Linked DNA regions of Mus musculus: regions 1 and 2 are each linked to region 3. The links are chromatin contacts, called in public HiChIP or PLAC-seq and promoter capture Hi-C maps. All regions are on one chromosome and are shown on one strand. Each heading gives the region's core, a stretch centred on a gene start, on an enhancer-like site or on the middle of the called end of the contact. The rest is flanking DNA. Distances are from core to core; before and after follow the strand shown.

Evidence for each region. Promoter capture Hi-C pulls out the DNA fragments that hold promoters and counts their contacts. HiChIP or PLAC-seq counts read pairs in DNA pulled down with a chosen protein or histone mark.
Region 1: an H3K4me3 HiChIP or PLAC-seq map of craniofacial prominence shows a contact between it and region 3, with 4 times the contacts expected there. The contact joins the enhancer-like site here to the promoter of Tspan18 in region 3. A contact is called at or near these places in 7 of 39 promoter capture datasets (the C10 cell line, cranial neural crest, embryonic stem cells and 4 more), 1 of 15 datasets of contacts at CTCF or cohesin (large pre-B cells), 5 of 484 Hi-C or Micro-C datasets (cerebellum, cerebral cortex, cortical neurons and 2 more), 5 of 115 datasets of contacts at active chromatin or transcription factors (craniofacial prominence, embryonic stem cells, large pre-B cells and 1 more) and 1 of 9 other capture datasets (embryonic stem cells).
Region 2: a contact with region 3 is called in a promoter capture Hi-C map of hippocampal neurons, with 4 times the contacts expected there. The contact joins the enhancer-like site here to the promoter of Tspan18 in region 3. A contact is called at or near these places in 6 of 39 promoter capture datasets (cranial neural crest, hippocampal neurons, liver and 3 more), 1 of 484 Hi-C or Micro-C datasets (embryonic stem cells) and 3 of 115 datasets of contacts at active chromatin or transcription factors (astrocytes, neural tube and stem cell-derived neural progenitor cells).

Annotation. Positions count from the first base shown.
Region 1 is chr2:92,881,255-92,885,482 of GRCm38.p6, forward strand. All of the region lies in intron 2 of Gm13791 (a long non-coding RNA gene), which reads right to left. Among named protein-coding and RNA genes, the nearest start is that of Syt13, 32 kb to the right of the region's middle. Within about 2 kb of position 2,922, at least 37 of the 459 cell types and tissues checked have an H3K27ac peak or open chromatin away from gene starts, as enhancers often do. A contact at or near this core is called in craniofacial prominence, where this site is marked.
Region 2 is chr2:93,782,874-93,786,927 of GRCm38.p6, forward strand. All of the region lies in intron 7 of Ext2 (exostosin glycosyltransferase 2), which reads right to left. Among named protein-coding and RNA genes, the nearest start is that of Ext2, 38 kb to the right of the region's middle. Within about 2 kb of position 2,703, at least 39 of the 459 cell types and tissues checked have an H3K27ac peak or open chromatin away from gene starts, as enhancers often do. A contact at or near this core is called in embryonic stem cells and hippocampal neurons, where this site is marked.
Region 3 is chr2:93,331,991-93,335,982 of GRCm38.p6, forward strand. Tspan18 (tetraspanin 18) reads right to left here and starts at 2,497. Exons shown (of 10, transcript NM_183180.2): 1 at 2,282-2,497.

The DNA.
Region 1 (4,228 bases), core at 1,672-4,171, 450 kb before region 3:
GACTTTTCTCTTGGAAGTCCCCTGCTTCTGACCCATTTTCTTACTGCTGCAACCGACTACCTGACGGAAACAGCTTGCGATTAGAGAAGTGCATCATGGCTGGGGAAGGCATGATAACTTTAAAAGCTAGGACGTGTTCACATTCTGTTGACACGGGGAACAGGGAACTCTGGGCCAGATTCAAAGGCTCACATTTATGGCCCCTGTCCTCCAGGCAGACCCCATGTCCCAAAAGTTCCATAACCTCCCAGAGCAGCTAGGGACCAAGCCCATGAGCCTGGGGGGGGGGGGCATTTCAAACCCAAACCATAATGGGACTGAATGTTTAGGGTTCCTCCCAATCTCCCCAGCAAGCCCAACACATCTGCCGTGATGTCTCCCAGAAACCGCCGTGAATGGGGATTGATGGAAACTATGTCATAGCACACCTGGCTGCCAGGAAGGAGGGGGAGGCACCTGACCTCAGCGCTCCCATGTCTGTGCTGCAGGAAGACGTTTAGAAGAGAGGTGGAAAGATGTGAATGGAGCCATCTGTACATCAGCATTCGATTCTGTAGACAAGCATTTAGATATAGAGGGACTCCAGAGCTGCCTGCTCAAAGAACCTCGGTTAGAAACGAACTCTACTTGTTTAGAGGCTCCCAGATTCATTTCCTTGTTTCTCTGTGCTATAGTGCTAGTTTTTTAACCTAACACAATGCAGAATTATCTGGGAAGAGAGTCTTAGTGAAGGATTGTCTAGATTAGGTTGGTGTGTGTGTGTGTGCATGCACGCACCTGTGCATGTGTGTACATGCATAAATGTTTTTGTGTGTTGTTGTGTTTTATAAAACATACAGTGGTGTGGTGAAATGAAGTGCCTGGGCGGGCCCATGCCAAAGTGTTCCCTCTGAAGAGTCAGACACAGGACAGGCTTAATATAAAAGGGAATTTATATGGGACCTGGGGAAAGGGGGTTGAGGCAGAGAATGGGGGACAGGGAAGGACTGAAAAAGAGAGGAGAGAGAAAGAAGGGAAGAGGCCATCCAGGGACACATAGGGAGAAAGAGAGAGAATAGGTAGAGAGAGAGAATAGGTAGGGGGGCGGGGGAGAAGATGGAGAGAGAAAGAAGCCTGAACAGCCCTTGTATGCCTGGCTCCAAGCTTATATACCTGGCTGTTGCTAGGTAACTGTGGGGCGGAGCCTAGAGGAAATGCTAACATCTGGGAGGGATTGTCTTGATTTCAGGAGTTGGTGTGGGACAGATCCAGCTTACTGTGGGTGGCACCATTCCCTAGGCAGGGGGCCCTAAGTTGTATAAGCATAAGAAGGAGCTGAACATGGACAAGCAGACATGCATCACGCTCTCTCTGCTCTTGACTGTGAAGATGACTCAAGTTCCTGCCTTGACTTCCCTGGTATTATGGTCTACAACTTGGAATTGTGAGCTAAAACTCTACCTCTTCTCCTTTAAGTGGCATTTTAAGGGTACTTTATGACAACAGAAACTAGACCTGAGTACTAAATACCCCGTGTCTGTGGCTGCTGCCTCTTCATGCAAAATGTATTGAAAGCCCAGAAGGGTACCGACCTTTGCTAAGGATTTCCCACAGGTCAGGTGCCTTGCCACATTTAGTCTTGAAACGTCTGTGAGGTGGATGCTTTCTATGCCCAATTCACAGATAAGAACACAGGCTGTGCACAGCCGCCCTAAGACCAGATTCACCCAAGGAGTTTTAAGGTGGTGGCCTCAGGCCCTCCATCACCATTCCTGATATGCGGAACAACTCTGTGACCCACAGCATGTCATGGAAAAGAAAGCATGGTCTTTTGACTGCTGAATATTGTCCTTTCTTTGGCTTTATTCTGCTTCAGTGGGTGGCTTTTTGTGTGTTCTTAACAGAGTACAAAACAGACAAGGGAAAATGATGAGGTGCCATTTATCATCTTGCCCACCAGGGGGCAGCAAGAGGCCACATGAGCAGAGCCTCGACTCGCTGATTCTTAGCTTTGCTGAACAGGATGGAAGTTTGAGAGGAAGAACACCCCTTATTTCCAACATCCTTATTTTTCTAATAAAACAAAACAAAACCAGAATACCACAGGATCAGGTTTCTTCCCTAGAGCCAGTTATAGGGAACCATGAAATCAACAAATGTTAATTAGATATTCGTTAAGCCAATTCCAGCTCAGATGTGGTTGCCCCCAACAGAGCTTGCAGTCTGGTAAAGTGCAGGAACAATGGGAAGTGACTGTGGGGAGGGCTGCGGAGAGGAGAGGGCAGGAAGAAGCTTGAGCACTAGCGATTTCCGCACCCCCTACCCCCACCCCAGCCAGGCCAAAGGATGAAAGGTACCTAGGCTTTCCAGCAGCTGGGACAAGAACTCCAAAAGGAAGAGTGTGAGGGGCTAGATCGAGACTGAGAAAGATGCTTAAGGAGCCAGAGGCAGGGTAACTGCGGTGCCTGGAACGCGGTCTTATACGTCTGAACGGGGACATGATCTCTCAGCATCCTCACCACGAGCCTGAGTTTGTTCACGCCTATTACTACTTAAAGCCCTGGAGGTTAAAACGATTTAGCAAAGGCTATAGGGTCCTGAAAGGCCCTAGTGGGGACTTGAATTTGAGTCTGTCAGCTTGTCCTTACTATCCCAACAAGGGCAGAGCTAAGACTAAAAGCCCAAGATCCTGTGTGAGGGTCACTTCTCACTGGGAGCTTGGCAGAGTTCCTTCCTTGCCTCTTGGCAGCCGGTAGATCCTGTACAGAAATTCCAGTCGCTGCAGGCTCCTCCCCCTCCATCTCCACTCACTGCTGGCTCCTCTCCCTCCTATCTCCAGTCACTGCAGGCTCCTCCCTCTCCATCTCCAGTCACTGCAGGCTCCTCCCCCTCCATCTCCAGTCACTGCTGGCTCCTCTCCCTCCATCTCCAGTCACTGTTGGCTCCTCCCTCTCCATCTCCAGTCACTGCTGGCTCCTCCCTCTCCATCTCCAGTCACTGCAGGCTCCTCTCCCTCCATCTCCAGTCACTGCTGGCTCCTCCCCCTCTATCTCCAGTCACTGCTGGCTCCTCCCTCTCCATCTTCCAGGACCACTTGCCTCTTCTATGGCTTTTGTAAGGATACTTGTCACAGGGTCCACCTAGATAACCCAATGTAATCTGCATGTAAGATGCTTAACTACAGTACAAAGACCCTTTCTCTGAGTGCCACTGTCTCTCATGACCTGGGGTGGGTGTGTTCCCAGGAACCCTCAGATACGAAAATCTGAGACACACAAGCTCCTTGTAAAAGAGCTGCATGTGACCCCCAAACACCCTACCTCCTGCATACTTTAAAACAGATTTGCTATGATCCTTATTGTAATGTTTAATAATGGCAGAATAAAAGCTGCTGCATGCTTGGTTCGCTACAAGCCCAAATCTTTTCTTTCTTTCCTTTTTTCTTTTCTTTTCTTTTTTTTGTTATTTATTTGTTTGTTTGTTTATTTATTTATTTATAATTTTCAGTCTGTTTCTGTTGAGTCTCCAAAATGTCTGGATTATACAGGGAAGAACCTCTGAGGGAAGGGCAGCCCAGGCCCTGGGCTGGAAAGTTCTGGGGTTGGGGCAGGGTACGGACTGCCAATGCTGGCATAACTTGGAGGTCTGGTCTGCTTTCATATGTAAAATATTCACCTCAGTCCCTTGTCCCAGGTCCAAAACCAATGGCAGCCACCATTCATCTCACTGTGACATCAATACGAGCCCATTACCTGGGTAGCACTAGGTCAGGCGCATAGCCATGAGCAGATGCCACCGATCCAGAGGCTGCACCTGAGATCCAGCTTTGGGAACTTCCATGACATGAGAACAAGAACCAGGTAGGAACATTGGTCACCCTTTCTCCACAGGTCCCCACGGTGGGTACCCTGACCTGTTGGGCTGCATTTCCCAGCTTGACCAAACTTGTTCCAGCTTCAAGATGTGCCACATTCTTGCTCTGCCTCAAACAAGTTTTGTACAGAAACCAGAAGCTCCAGTAAAGCCTTGACTCGTTCCATCAAAAGCAGGCTCAGGCTGGCTACTGGTGGAAGGTGCTGGAAACAAGCTGTAAGGGAGCCCACCTGGGAAGAGGAGGCGCCGGCTCCCAGAGGCATCTTGCTGGACCTCAAGCCAAAGCCAGCTTGGCCTCAGCCATGATGTTAGCATCAGATTTCAAAGGCGAGGCAGTTTTTCTGGATGAGCTGGGTATGTACAACGTCCAGGGCAC
Region 2 (4,054 bases), core at 1,453-3,952, 450 kb after region 3:
TTTCAAAGGAAGAATTCCAGCCCAGAAAGTGCTCCCTCTGAGGGGAAGTGACACAGTAGCATTTTTCTTCTCTGGTCGTGCTGGGGTCTAAAATCAGGACCTTGTGTATGCGAGGCAAGTGTTCTACCACTGAGCTGCTCTGCCAGCCCCATATGTTCTAAGAGCAAGCTGGAAAGCCAAGTTGAAGAAGACAGCAGAGTAGCCTATCAGAACTGAAGGGAAATTGTTTCATGTGTGTATGTGTTAGCATGTGTGCTTCCAAGAATATAATATACTAGCCAGTGTGGTGGCCTTTAATCCCAGCACTCGGGAGGCAGAGGCAGGCGGATTTCTGAGTTCGAGGCCAGCCTGGTCTACAGAGTGAGTTCCAGGATAGCCAGGGCTATACAGAGAAACCATCTCGAAAAACAAAAATAAAACAAAAAAAAAAGAATATAATATACTAATTTATTACATGTATATGTGTATGTGAGAATGTTAGTGTGTTTGAGTGCAATTCTAAGAGTATAATCCTCTAATTACTTATTACATGTGTATTGTATATTTTCAAGAGTATAATCTACTAATTCATTACATGTGTACATGTGTGAGTGTGTGTAGTTCCAAGAGTATAATCTAATTTATTTCTTATATGTATATTTGTATGAGAGTATGTGTAATTCCAAAAGTATAATGTACCAATTTACTTATCATATATGCATGTGCATGTTGAGTATATGTGAAGTTCCAAGGTTATAATTCATGTGTTTACTGAGTGTATGTGTGTGTGTGTACATGTGTATAACACTGATACCATTTGGAGGTCAGAGGACAACATGCAGGAATTGGTGCCTTCCTCCTCCTCATGGATTCTAGGGATTGCACTAAGGTTGTCAGGTTTGCACACAAGCTCCTTTGCCTCTGTGCCATCTCAGGCTCTCGCTTGTGTAAAAAATAAATTCTCCATTTCACAGCTGGGGAGAGGGGTGAGAATTACATGAATTACAGCACTGACCCCAGAAATTTGCAATGACACCCTTTCTTCCTAATGTATTTCCAGGACTGTCCAGCTTGAAATATCTCAAGCAACCTCTTTGGAGAGGAGGCTAGGTGAGGTGATGGGAAGTCAGCCTGAGTGGCTGGGAATGCGACCTGACTTCATCCACAGCCCAGGCCAAATGGCCCTGGGGTCTGAGCGCATTTGTGGCAGAACAGTGTATGCCCTGCCTGCCTTGGCTGTGTAGTCTTTGGAAGATTAGTGCACGTAAAAGCTGACTCTTCCAACAGTCGATCTCCCTCCTGTAGAAAGAATCTGCTTTGTAAACTGGGGTATGCTGGGTAGGGATAATGGGCAGACTGCCAGACAACCTTAGGGACAAGACAGGCCAGCAGCACAAGGGATCCCTGGATAACACAGAGCTGGGTGGCTGAGGAGCTAGACACATGAGGGACTTGCAGAACACTTTCAAACCTGAAAGCCTAAGGGGCTGGAACAACGGCCCAGGCCCAGCAGTTAATTCCCTGCACCCACAAGGTGGCTCACAACTGTCTGTAGCTCCGTTTCTCGGGGACCTGGCATCCTCCTCTAATCTCCATGGGCCAGGCACTGGGGTGGCACACTGACAAAATATGCGAGCAAACACTCCCATGCACAAAATAAAAATAAGTAAATCTAAACAAACGAACAAAAAAGAAATATAGACCAAACAGAAAACACTGTTAAGACAAAAATGAACCAATATATTTTTTAATTATATATGTTTACCAGATTAAACTTTAATTTAAGGATTGAGGTTCCCACTAATAACAGCTTTGGAGAGATGGTATATTCGTTGATACTGAGACCGGGAATGCAGGCCATGAAAAACAAAACAAAGGCACTGTGTCCTGAAGAACTGCACCATCTGTGCAGACCCCTGCAGGGAAGGAAGCCTACAACACTTCTGGCTCTGGCTGCTCTGCTGAGAGTTCTGACCCATCTCAGACTCAAATAATTGGTGTGACACTGCCCTCCCTTCAAGGTTGGGGCATCAAAACAGCAGTGGCTATGGAAACCAAATCCTGGAATTCAATGCATGGAGATTCTGTATAAATGAGGCAAACTAGAGCACCCTCGAGTTGCTCGCCCACACATGAAGCATGTGGGCACAGGCACAGACGGGCACAGCTCTGTCTGGGTGCTGCACCCTTGGGCTTACTTGCTAAGCAGTGGCCTGTCCATCCCCTACTCAGATGCCACCATCCCCAAGGCTCCCCTGCTGCATACAGATGTGGCATATCTCCTAGGCAACCACAAACTACAGTGAGATGCAACAGAGCAGAGACTCGCTGCTTCGGTTTTCCTGAGTGCTGGCGACCTGAGAGAAGACAAGATGGTCAAGCCCTGCCGCCTCGAAGGCCTCTGGTCAGCTGAGTACAAAGGCGAGTTCAAAGGCGAGGCAGGCTCCTGACTTCCACCTCCTAGTGTTGCTAGGGTTAGAGGTCACCGCTTGTGGAGCCACTGAGCAATAAAACAGTATTGGGAACTCTGCTCGACAGATAAATCAGGGGTCCACTTACACCTTTCCCCCTTCACATAAACATTTCTAAGCAGCCAGTCCAGCGTCTCCCCAGCCTTCGGAGACAGGAGACTGCATGCTTTCTCTGGTGACTCCAGGGAGGCTGGGATATGAAAGTGCCATTTGACTGTAGAGAGACACTTAGCTGCAAACTTCCTCCTGCCTTTAACATAACAAAGCTCATCTTTAAGACCTACTGGGAAGGCTGCCTCCCAGCCAACCTGCCTGGCAACTGCTCCTGAGTCTGTTTGAGCTTAGTGTATTCTAGAACTTGAACACCATCTTCCCAACCAGCTCTGTGGGTAAACTGCACCCCAAGATGACTTTTGCCCTTGTAACTAGGCACAAAGCCTTACTATGGCCCATAACCCCCCCCAAAAAAAACAATTAGGGCTTCAATAAATCAATTAACTAGTTAATTAGCACAGGGTACAATAAAGTTCAAGTGAGAGCCAGCTCCCATCCACTAACTGAAGAGATTGCTTTCAACATCTCTCCTGAAGCCACGCAGGTCACAGCTAGACTTCCCAGTGCTGTGTTGTTCACATTGCTCTCGGGGATTTTTCAGAATTATCTGCCGTGGGGCTTCTCTCTGTTATGGTCTTCTTCATAACAATTGGCTTCCTCATAGCTTTGGCTCAGTTAGGGCAGGAGCTCTGTCCGTAGGTATAGCCGCTCCATAGCCCTCTCCTTTATGCCAACAGTAACGGTTCCGATGATAATGACTATACAACACTCAGATCATAGCCTTTCTTTTATATTTATATTCAGTTAGTTTTAATCCACCTCCCCCTCAGTGAGTGCGTGAATGCATGCGTGTGTGTGTGTGTGTGTGTGTGTGTGTGTGTGTGTGATGGGTGCTGTCCCATGTAGCGCAAATGCCTGCACTGTCACTTGAACAAAATGGTCTCTAGAGAACAGCAGTGAGGACTCTGTCCCTTGAGAAGCAAGCAGTTCCTGGCATTGGGGATTTCTCACAGACTTAAATCCCTGGCAGGAAAATTAGTCACTTAAAAGTAGAGGGAGACCCCTGCTGGCGATAACTGTTCCTGCATCTTGTTAAGCTCTTGCTCTAATTCTCTCAGGATAATGTCAGGCCCTGGTGTCAGTTAATGCTGACCTCTCACCTGGCAGGGAGGTAGGAGGCCCAGTGACTGTTTTCTCCACAAAGCACATGCCTAGATTACAAAGGGACCTGAAGCTGCGCTCCTGCTCCTGGGGAGGAGCCACTGAGATGTATGAGCAGCTTTAACACTGCAGTCAAGGTGACGCTCAACTGACAGGTGTACACAGAAGGCAGCCAAGGTGCCGCTCAACTGACAGGTGTACACAGAAGGCAGTCAAGGTGACGCTCAACTGACAGGTGTACACAGAAGGCAGCCAAGGTGACACTCAACTGACAGGTGTACACAGAAGGCAGCCAAGGTGCCGCTCAACTGACAGGTGTACACAGAAGGCAGCCAAGGTGCCGCTCAACTGACAGGTGTACACAGAAGGCAGCCAAGGTGACACTCAAC
Region 3 (3,992 bases), core at 1,247-3,746:
GTCCCAAGTCCAAAGCACTAAAATGTCACTTAGATGGTAGGGGACTATTTCCAGCCTGGTGTGGAAGTTACCAGAAAACTGGGGGAGGGGTCCTTTCTGGATTCAGATCAGTCTGTCCTAGGTGCAAGTCCAGAGGTTTGTTTCCTCAAAGCTCCCTGGAGATTCAGTGATTGACTGGCATCTTGGTCTTGGGGACAGAGAGACAAAGAAATGAGCCTGGGCTTGGACTACTGAGAAGTCAGAAACTGGGGAATCTACCTGGAGTCCAAGAGACAGGACCAGAGGCAGGAGCAACTTTGGAAGGTGGAGAACCTCTATGTTGTCTTCAGTGTGAGGGCTGGGGTGAGTAAGGAGTAAAGAGAAGAGACAGCACCCAGAATCTGCAGGCCTTCGGGTTGGGAACATGCTAATACCCACGTTCCAGGGGTGGGCGGGGCTCTCCAACTAGGCTACACACACACACACACACACACACACACACACACACACACTGAGAGCCATTAAAACTAAAACAAACAACACTCTTCTTTTGTTTTCTGGCATGTCTTAAAGACAAACCCAGTGACAAGGGTCCCCACCCTTTCCTTTGCCTCTCTGCGTTGGCTCTGCCATTCCAAACAGAAGCCAGGCAGATAGGATGATCTGTCTGATGGAAACTTTGTCCTGGATGGGGGTACTAGCTGTATCCAATAAACACATGTGGTTTCTACCCAGGCTGAAGGCAGGACCCCATCTGTATCTTGGGGACCCATTCCCAACACCTGTGTGTGTGTGTGTGTGTGTGTGTGTGTGTGTGTGTGGTGGGGTATATGGAATAGCTTGGATGGTGAGCACGAATTCCTAGCAAGGGCACATGAAAACTTCAGTCGGTGTGAAGCTACGGTCTCTGTGAGCTTATCTGTACTCTCTTGGGGGAACAGAGAGAAGTTTAGTGAGAAGAGAAGGCACCAATTCCCTCCAAAGTCCCCTCCATAAGAACAGCCTTTCACACAACAAAGATGACCCTTTCCACCCACACAATACAGGAGTCTAAGAGTACAGGAAGGAAGAAAGTGCGTTTTCACCAGCATGTGGGACGTGATCATAGAGATGCATGTGGGACCTCAGGCCCAGGACATGGAGTGCTCTCGGTAATGGGTGAGGAGTGTATCCCTTTTGATGAAACTATAGAAATTCCTATGCCCCCAATCTACCTATGCCCAGAGAGAGGACAAATCCTGCCCACCACGCCCAGAGATCTGACCAGGACCAGGACAAAAGATGCCACTTTTACAAAAATGGCTGGGTTTCAGTAACTTCAAGTAAATCCAACTAATGTTCTATCCTATTGTCTCCATGCAGGCTTGCTGTTCATGTAAACTTTCTTTTGTTTTTCTGGGTGTAAATTGTTCACTCATCCTTGCCAGCAGCCCACCTCATGACACTGATCCGTCTGATCGTTGCACATCAGTCTCACAGTGGGTGCACCTCCGTCCGATTCTCTGGGACAAGGTGGGGAGCTCCTCCAAACAGACCCCACGCGCATTGCCTTGGTCCATCTGCGGTTCCATGAGCTCAGAAACTCAGAGAAGCTCCTAGGCTGGTCTGGGAAGCCGATCTGGCCAGGGAAGGGCGCCCCCTGGCGAGACAACTCTCCCAGCGCAAGCAGGACCCGGAGCCCGCGCGCGCCCACCTCGGCCAGCCACGCTAAGGAACCCACGGCCACCACACCCCACATCCGGCCGCAAGGAGCTCCGGACCCGCCCGGGAACCTCCTAGGTCTCCACATCCACGGAGCTGGACATCTTCCCGCGCAAGGAATGATAACTCGGGTGCGAGAGCAAAATCTAGGAGCGTTCTCCAGGCCCTGCTACCAGGGTCCCACGAAGGCGAAGAGCGCTCGGTGCCCCAGCCCGATCGGCTGTCCGCCGCGCCCAAGCCCGGCTCCGTGTCCCCCGTTGTGACCTGCTTGTGTGCAGGGTCACTTGGGCTCACCCCTTCACTCTCGGTACAGCCCCGGCCAACACACCGGCTCTGGGAGTCCCACCTGCCGCCTTACTGTCGCCTGAGCCCCCGAGATCGCTGGGCGCAGAATGGCTGCACCTGACCTGGGCGAAGTCGCGACCCGAGCATGCTCCGGGTCACTCAGTGCGGCGCTGTCCCCGCCCCCAGGGGAGTCGCTTCAGAACTTGGTGGCCGCTTACCCGAGCGTCCTGGGACCCGCACTGATCTGGGATCTCCCCCGAAGCGCGCGGTATCCCGGGGCCAGTACGCACAGAGGGGCTCAGTGATTGAATCCTACCTGGCAGAGGCTCGGCCGCGGGGTAAAGTTTCCCCAGGCGCAGAGTGCGCTCGCAACTTGCGGGGCACCGGTAGTCCTGCGCCGCGGCGCTGGGCTAGGCGTCAAAGCGACAAGGAGCGGCGACGCCCGCTGGGGGCCAGGGCCGGGCGGCCTGGCGTGGCTGGGCTTCGGAATCGCACAGCGTTGCGTCCGCCTGCAGCTTGCAGCCCCTGAGACGCCGGCGGCAGCTGCAGCGGCTCACCCGCCACCGCCGCCGGCCACACCTCCCGCCACCCTCCGGCCCGCCCTCCCGCTCCCTCCGCCCCAGCCTCCGCCCCTCCGTCTCCTGTCGCCACTACTGCCGCCGCGGTGCTGGCGCGTCTCCGGGGCGGACACGGCTCTCATGGTCCACGGCCGCTCTCTCACCGGGTCCTAGAGCGTGGTTTCTGGAACTGTGCTCTCCCGATGTCCTCTGCACTCCTAGCCTCAATGTCTGAATTTAGGAGATTGCTGGAGAAGGGTGAAGGTAGCACGCTAGACTGGGACATTTATTCCCTGGAAGCTTTCTCGCTGTTATCACACCGTGTGTGGGACTGCAGGGCTGGGGTGTGGGATTCTCCATTGCGATGTCGCGTCTTGGTTTCCCACTTACTGCCAGGGAAGTACCAGATAGAAACCTGTGCAGCAAGCTCTATTAGGGTTCATTGTTGGTGCCTCCCAACCCCATCCGCTGTAAACTATAGCACTGCTAAGGACCAGACCAGTGAGAGGCTCTCACTTCATCCTCTCCTCCACTGGGGTTCACTAAGACAGCTAACCTATGCTATACAGAACCCATATAAAATTCACAAGCAGGCACTCAAGAGCCACAACCTAAGAAAGACTGTCATGAGAAGGCTCAAATCGTTGGCAGCAATTATCAGTGTCTCAGCTTTGAAAAGTCCTGTGAGGCCACACACACACAAATCAAACTACACTCTACAGGAGACCACTTGGCCCACTGATCTCACCCAGGACAGACACTCTTTGACTTCAGTGTGGAACTTGGTGAAGTCAGGATGCTAGACAGAGCTTTGAAGGGTAAACAGAAAACCAGACTTGGTATTTTCAAGCCCACAGTCCAAGAAGTAAAATGTCTAAGGTCTCAGGGCTGTTCCTTTGAACCACTTCACAGAGAGAGGCCAAGAAGGGGATTTGACAGAGGGGCATGCAGTTTCGAGAACAGTGGACCAATGGCGTAGGTGTGGAAGTCTGTCAATATATAGATACCTCTTCAGCTTCCCAAACAGAGTGTGTGTGTGTGGGGGGGGGGGGTGGGGCACGGAACCCTCTGGCTGAGAACCCTCACAGGCCCTTAACTCAAGGCTGCTGCTGTAAAAGACTGCTGCATGGGCCTCCTGGGAACCAAGAGGGGCATCCCAGAAACTTAAGCAGAATCAAGCTGTGAGGGAAAAGGCCCAGGCTTGGCAGACAGGAGGGGCCTTTAAAGATTAAGTTTTGACAAAAGCAGGCACAGTGTAGTTTAGGGGAGACAGCACAAGCTGGGGGCCAGCAAGATGGCTCCCTGCTAACAGGTACTTGCCACCAGCCCTGACTCCTGAATTCCACCCCAGAACCAACTAAGTAGATGGAAAGAAGATTGGGCCGGCTGTACATCTCACGTCCAGTTAGGACAGTGGATCTAACTCCAGGCCTCCGTTTCCTTCTGCCTCCTTGAGAACGTTAGTCTGAC